Regions from separate parts of the Capsicum annuum genome. Here region 1 is linked to region 2. Evidence: chromatin contacts called from public Hi-C data. All regions are on one chromosome and are shown on one strand. The core of a region is the stretch at or near the end of the contact, and the rest is flanking DNA. Distances in the headings are between cores, read along the strand shown.

The links. Hi-C and Micro-C count contacts between places; a contact is called where the count stands out from the background.
Region 1: a contact with region 2 is called in a Hi-C map of leaf, with 2.6 times the contacts expected there. The contact joins the enhancer-like site here to the promoter of LOC107867793 in region 2. A contact is called at or near these places in 3 of 5 Hi-C or Micro-C datasets (bud, leaf and placenta).

What each region holds. Positions count from the first base shown.
Region 1 is chr7:33,791,539-33,795,362 of UCD10Xv1.1, forward strand. No RefSeq gene overlaps it. Among protein-coding and RNA genes, the nearest start is that of LOC124885561, 9.6 kb to the left of the region's middle. Within about 2 kb of position 2,508, at least 2 of the 5 cell types and tissues checked have an H3K27ac peak or open chromatin away from gene starts, as enhancers often do. A contact at or near this core is called in leaf, where this site is marked.
Region 2 is chr7:33,663,934-33,667,367 of UCD10Xv1.1, forward strand. LOC107867793 reads right to left here and starts at 1,426. Exons shown (of 6, transcript XM_016714206.2): 1 at 1,261-1,426; 2 at 919-1,078. The coding sequence starts at 986.

The DNA.
Region 1 (3,824 bases), core at 1,258-3,757, 130 kb after region 2:
TCCATGTAGGCACACGTGTGTGCCATGTATGTGCCACGTAGGCACTAAGGGTGACAAAATTATACTTTTAATTAGTTCAGGGGAGTAATAGGATCCCCTTTAAGTTGAAGTGTGTCATAACCTTTTTGAGTATATTTCAGGAGAGTAATTAGGTATTTTCTCTTTATTGTACATGATGTCTATATAGATGATATAAATTTTATTGGAACTTCAATAGAGATTCAAAAGGTAATTGATTACCTAAAGAAAGAATTTAAGATGAAAGATCTTGGAAAGACAAAATTATACTTTGGTTTGCAAATTGAGCATTTGATAAACGATATCTTTGTCCATCAATCTGCCTACACAAAAAGGTATTGAAAAGGTTTTATATGAATGAAGCACATCTATCAAGTACTACAATACTTGTTCGATTACTTGATGTGAATAAGGATCAATTCCGACCTCAAGAAAAGAATGAGGAACTCTTTGGTCCTAAAGTACCATATCTCAGTGTAATTAATGCACTAATGTATCTTGCAAATACTACAAGGCCTGGTATAGTCTTTTCAATTAATTTATTAGCAATGTATAGTTTTGTTCCTATAGGAAACACTAGAATAAGATCAAACACATATTACGGTACCTAAAGAGAATTATCAATATGGGCTTATTTTATTCTAAAAATTGCAGTTTCGATTTTGTTGGTTATGCTGATATTGGGTACTTATCTGACCCACGTAAAGCTCGATCTCAGACAGGCTATATGTTCATATGTAGGGTTACTGTCATATCTTTGAGATCAACAAAGCAGTTTATAATAGTCACCGCATCGAACCATGTTGAGATAATAGTTATTCATGAAGTAAGCCGGGAGTGTGTATGATTGAGGTTCATGATACATCTCATTTGAGAAAAATGTGATTCGAAATGTGACAAAGTATCCACAATTTTATATGAAAATAATACAGCATGCATAACGCAACTAAGGGGAGGATTTATAAAAGGAGATTGAACAAAGTACATTTCGTCAAAACGTTTCTACAAATATGAGCTCCATAAAAATGGTGATATCAACGTACGATAGATTCATTCAAGTGACAATATTTTTTATTTATTCATCAAGTCTCTACCAACTGCAACTTTCAAGAAGATGGTGCTCAAGATCGGAATGCGAAAATTCAAGTCATTGAATTGAAATTTCCATCAGGAGGAGTAAAATACGTGTTGTACTCTTTTTTTCTTAACCAAAGTTTTGTCCCAAATGATTTTTTTGAGAAAGTTGTCCCAACTGATTTTCCTATAAGGTTTTTAATGAGGTAGCACTAAAGGCGTATTACAAAATGTGTGCATTCTTTTTTCTTCACTGGATTTTCTCATTGGATTTTCCTAGTAAAGTTTTAACGAGACATATTATCTATTAATGGACATCCAAGGGAGGAGTGTTATATAATATGAATGTCATGTGACATATATATGTGTGAAATGTCATTACTTAGAGATAATAGTTAGTATTCAAATTGAATTTAAATACCAAGAAGTACTTATTCAAGTTGAATTTGAAAACCAAAATTACTTGTTCAATTCGAATTTGAATACCTGAAATGGTTGGTCAAGTTGTCAACTTGATGTCAAGCTTAGCAACCTTAGGGACCAAGTTTGGGAATCTATAAATAGCCACCCTTTGTACATTTTTATCGATATATCAAAGTAGTAAAATAAAAGCATTACTATAATTCTCTCCTTTGTTTAAACTTTGATATTGATATTTTATCTTTATTTGTATAATATGACACAATTATTAAAAGTATAGTTCAGATACCACTGTAAAAGCAAATCCATCTTTATTCTACATGCAACTAGGGCTATGCCCTTGGATAAACAAGGGCTATGCCCTTGGATAAACATTTAAAAGATAGCTGATACACTAAAACTCCCGCTATACTCAAGGTCAGTGAAAGGGCCCGACCAGAAATATACGCTTTCTGATTTGACAAGAAAATAACATCCATAAACTGGTTCCGTGATCCAACATGTCACATTGTATCTTCGCTTCCATCGAATAGCTCAAGTCCTAGCAACCTACTTTAACAATAACTCATCGATCTTTTTTCTATTTCTAACGGACCAATCAAATAAATGATGGTGAACAAAACTGAATTTCCATAGGAAAAGAAACAAATTTGAAATTCATCCTCTTTTTCTCTTCTCCGACGGATTAGTCACTCTCACGGTTAAGACTGGAAAGCATGACATTTGCCTCGATATTAACTACAAGAAAACAAAGGTACTAGAATACTTGTAGCTCATTGTAATTATACTAGCACACATGACAATGTGTTCAAGGTTATGAAGGGGCAAGAGAAATAACAGCAGCAAGCAAAGCTGACCAAAGTTCAAGAAAACATCAATTTTAGGAGCACCTATAGTGTTGACACTCTTTGCGACAAAACTTCTACTGCTTACTGTCCATCCTTGAATAGAATGGAAGCTATCCCCCTTTTCCACCAAGGTGTCACAGTTGCCTCGACCTTACCAGCAACGAGAGAGCGAATACCTTCGGTAACTGAAGTATCCTGCTTGACCCTTGTCATTACAGGCCTGAAGAGGTATCAGCAACAAGTCTTAATAGTCTGGTAGAAATTTTTACTTATAACAACCTATTAACATGGAATACATATACCATTACTCACATCCAAGAATTACATATCAAAGCAAGACAACAACAACAGTGTAATACCACAAGTGGGGTCCGGGAGGGTAGTGTGTATGCAAACCTTACCGCTACCCGGGAAGGTAGAGAGGTTGTTTCTGATAGACCCTCAACATACATCAAAGCAAGACAACAACAAAAATTTAAAAGTTTAATTCTTGCCATGAAAAAAAAAAATTAAGGACAACTAATGGCAGCAATGTTACAGCTTTTCAAGTTCTCTTTTTCTTCGAACAACTAAGGAATTACAGCTTTTGGCTCATAAATTTTTTCTTTTTTGAAACCGGTAATATTGTATTCCTCAGCATTAAGGGAAGGGTATGTTGGCCACCTCCAGAAAGTATCAATTACAAACTTCCTATAAAATCTAAAATCAGGTCTACATCTTCTATACAAAGTTTTTAACACCAAAAGAGTAAGGATACCACACAGTTCCATTTAACCTTGTGTATTGAATTGGACCTATCTTCAAAATATCTACCATTTTTTTCCATCCATACTATCCATACTGACCACCAGATACATGATGGTATTAGTCTCGACCATCTTTTGGCGCATAAATATGGTGTACACTATTGGCATGTCCAATTTTAATACAACAACCCTCTCCTCTCAACTTCTAAGTTACTCGGACTCTTCACTTTTGGTGTCGCACCAGTGTCGACACGACATATGTGTAGGTGTAGGTGTGGGTGTGGGATCCGTACCGGATCTGGTCAACCGAGTTTGGATACTTTGACCAAAATCAACTACGAAAGTCCGAACAGATTTAAGGAATTTTGTAATCAAAACAAAAGCTAAGGTGAAATTGAAGAAAAAGGAATACCTTGTTTGTAGAAATTTCTATGTTATTGTTTTTCTTTTTATCTCCTTTCATGATTTTCTTCTTGAACAATAGTTTCTGCTCAAGTTTTCCACAGAGTGTGCTGGTATGAAGGAAAACATTTTCTGGAAAATGTTTTTCAGTTCTCATGTTTGGTTGGCTTAAATATTTTTAAGAAAATGATTTTCAAATCAACTTATTTTCCTCAGGAAAATGACTTCCCTTCAAAAAGTAAGAAAAACATTTTTCAAAACTCTCTTTCAATCTCACTCTCAAGTAGAAATGTTCATACAACTCTCAAAATCACTC
Region 2 (3,434 bases), core at 176-2,675:
CCCCGAATTTCTCAAAGAATTTTACTAATTTCCTAAATAAGAAAAAAAATATAGAGAGGAAGATGAAGTTTGAAACAGTATGATAAATGTTGGTTATTTCTCACCCTAATCTGATCTATCTAATTATTCCAATTTTATTTCCTGAAAAAGTTTCACCTATTATGTCTTGCAAGCATGGTATCAACCCAAATCATATACCGAATATCTAAATTGACAGGTCACAAATAATCATGATAGAATCAGCCTTCAACTACTCTTCGAACCATAATTTGGAAGATCAAACACCAAAACACTCGATAAAGGAATAAAGAGAAACTCATGTTTCTTATTCACTTTCCTAGACACCTGATTCCTTCCCTCCGCCCACCTACCTTCTTCTCCTCCATCTAAAAAGAGAAAAGTTCTTAACTTTCTCCTCCCTCCTCTTGCAGGAAAAAACCCCTTCCTCCAATTCCTTTTCCCTTTTTGGGTGTCCTTTAAGAAGGTAAGCCAGGTGTACTAATGCTCCAGCTATGCGCGGGGTACGAGAAAAGGCCGTACCACAGGTGTCAAGTGTACGCAATCTTACCTGCATTTCTGCAAGAAGCTGTTTACACTGCTTGAACCGTTAAGAGTGACTAAAATATAGAAATAGCAGTTAAAATGTTTCAATAGCAGGTATCCCATTGAATTAGTCAAGGTGTGACCCGACACCAGGGTAATCAAAAAAGGTAAAGGAATCACAATTTTCAGAAAAAGGTCAATCACAATAAATAATGTGTTCAACAAACAACTAAAGACCCATCACACACACAATCAATCACTTTAACATCCCTCAATTCACACAAATTTGAACAAAACACATAACAAATAAACTTCACTAAAACCATCAAATAAAATAGCAACAAAAAGTTATTGTAAAAGAATCAGTATACATACCCCATACAAGCCAGAAAATGACTGACCCAAGCACTGAAAGAACTGTACAACATCATATATCTAAACATACAATAATTATTATCCAATTCCTCTTCAAAGCTCCAAAATTAAACCAGATCACAAAACCCGGAGCATAAAAATCCAATCTTTTTTCCTTTCCCTAAAAAAAAAAAAAAAAAAGAAGTATTAACAAAAGAAAAATCCTTCTCAGTTTTCAAGAATCTGATTAAGAAAAAAAAGAGAAAAAGACATTTTATATGGATACAAATTAAATATAACACAGTTATTAATGGTAGAATTAATGGAATTGAAACTGAACTCCAAAAGGGTGTTTTGTATAACCTGAAAGAAAAAAATGAGGGGGGCTTTTCTCTCTGTTTTTCTCTCTCTGCTTTATCTGTGGGTTTGGTACTTTGTTTTCTATAGTGGGACTTAGGAAGTGAAGTGGGCAACAGTTTGGGGTCTTCTCGGTTGAATTATCTTTCATCTTTTATGTGTACAATTGTCATATGTGCTTCGTGTATCGTGGGTAATAATTTTGGCACGGTCTCCATTAAAATAGAAGGTTATTAAATAGTTCAATTTAATTTTTTATTTTTTTTTATGAAATTAGATTTGGTGGAAGTTTGGAAGCATATTAGGCATTTTGACTCATTTTAGATCAGACTTAAGTTTGATGGGTGTTTGAAAATAAATTAGGTAATTTAATTCTGTTTTTAGTTAGATTAAGCTTAATGAAAATCTAGAAGCATCGTGTATATGATAATATTGTCCTTATACGTGTAGTTTCTTGATTTTCATGTCAATTTTCATAATATTTTATCTGGTTTTATTGATTTTTTTTTAAAAAAATTCTACATTACTTTTTTTATTAATTGATACATTTTCTTCCCTATCATTCTTTATATAAATATTTTAATTTAATGCACATAAATGAAGATCTTTTCGAAACAATAGTTCTACCTTAATAAGATTAAAAGAAAATATGTGTACCCTATACCATCGACCTCACTCGTGGAATAAGGCATATTGTTGTAAACTAATGTGGTTACTAGTTGTGTACAATTTTTAGAATCCAGATTCAAGAATCTCATTGGGCAACGTGAATGTGATGCTTAACCGTATTTGGTGGAATTCGGAGCCGAAAGTACTCTTTTCTTTATCAAAAATATTAAAGGACACTTGATTTTGAAAAAAAATAAAAGGGACAAAACATGGTAGGTCCACTGACTTGTAAATCATCTGGCCCACAGCGATTTGTAAGTCGCCTGGGCCACAGCGACTTACAAGTCATCGAGCCACCAACGACTTGCATGGTAAACATTACAATCTCATTTTGAGGGATATGTAAAAAACATCAAATTATTTCTATTATACTAATTCCATCCAATTCTCAGTAGGATTAATGATAATATTTAACAATAAAATAAGAACAACTATAGTCACCTTAAATTCTGGACAATAATGTTATCTATAATAAAAATATAATATATTATTATTATTATTACTATTATTATTATTATTATTATTATAATAATAATAATAATAATAATATATTAAAGGTGTGAAGGGCTTTAGAAATGTTGTTTGAATTTTTAGTTCTTTCTTAAAAGTTCTTCCTTTAGATAAAATCGTATTTTCACTATTTTCCTAATATTTAAGAGTTAAAAATTAACTAAATATATTTATGATAAAATCTTTCATCAGAATTTCAATATTTTTTCATAATTTAAGAGTTAAAAATTAATTAATATATTTATCGTTAAAACTTTCATTATTAGAAGTCATCAAAATTAATGACAACTGTTTTTTTTTAATTAATTTAAGAATTCTAAATCAAGTAAATTTGAGAAGATTTGGAAAATCTAGAAATAAATATAAAACCTTTTTTAAAAAAAAATTAAGAAGTACCAAATTTTTAAAGTTTTATGTACGTAATAAGAATATAATCAATGATTTATAAAGATTTGACTTTAAAATAAGAAAAGATTTTAAATATAAAAAAAAATTATAACACAAATATGGTTCAAATTGATGTGTCTCTCTTAGCATGTGGCAACAAGAGAAAGAGGTACTATATGACAAATGTAAAAATAATGATTCATTAACCATTTGAAACTTTTGGTGGTAAAACATATATGTTTATGTTTACATTATTATATTAAAGTGTGAAAGTTTTTTGAAAAATGATTTGAATTTTACACTTTATTAAATATTTCGTTATAGATAAAATCTTTTAATTTTAAATAATCAAACATTATACGTGCGAGGCATGTGCGGCTAAACTAATAGCCTTAAAACCATGAGATAATTAATCAAACATATATTGACCAAGGGGGTGCACTGTCGACAATAATGATGAATTATTAAAAATAATTTCTTAGCTACGATCGTAGCAAATTAACGATAAATAATATCTTTTTCTGCCCATTCCTAGCACTAGGAGCTCCCAACGTTTGTGATTTAAACTCACAAACATCAAAATTATAAGTGAAAAATACTTACCATCCGAACAA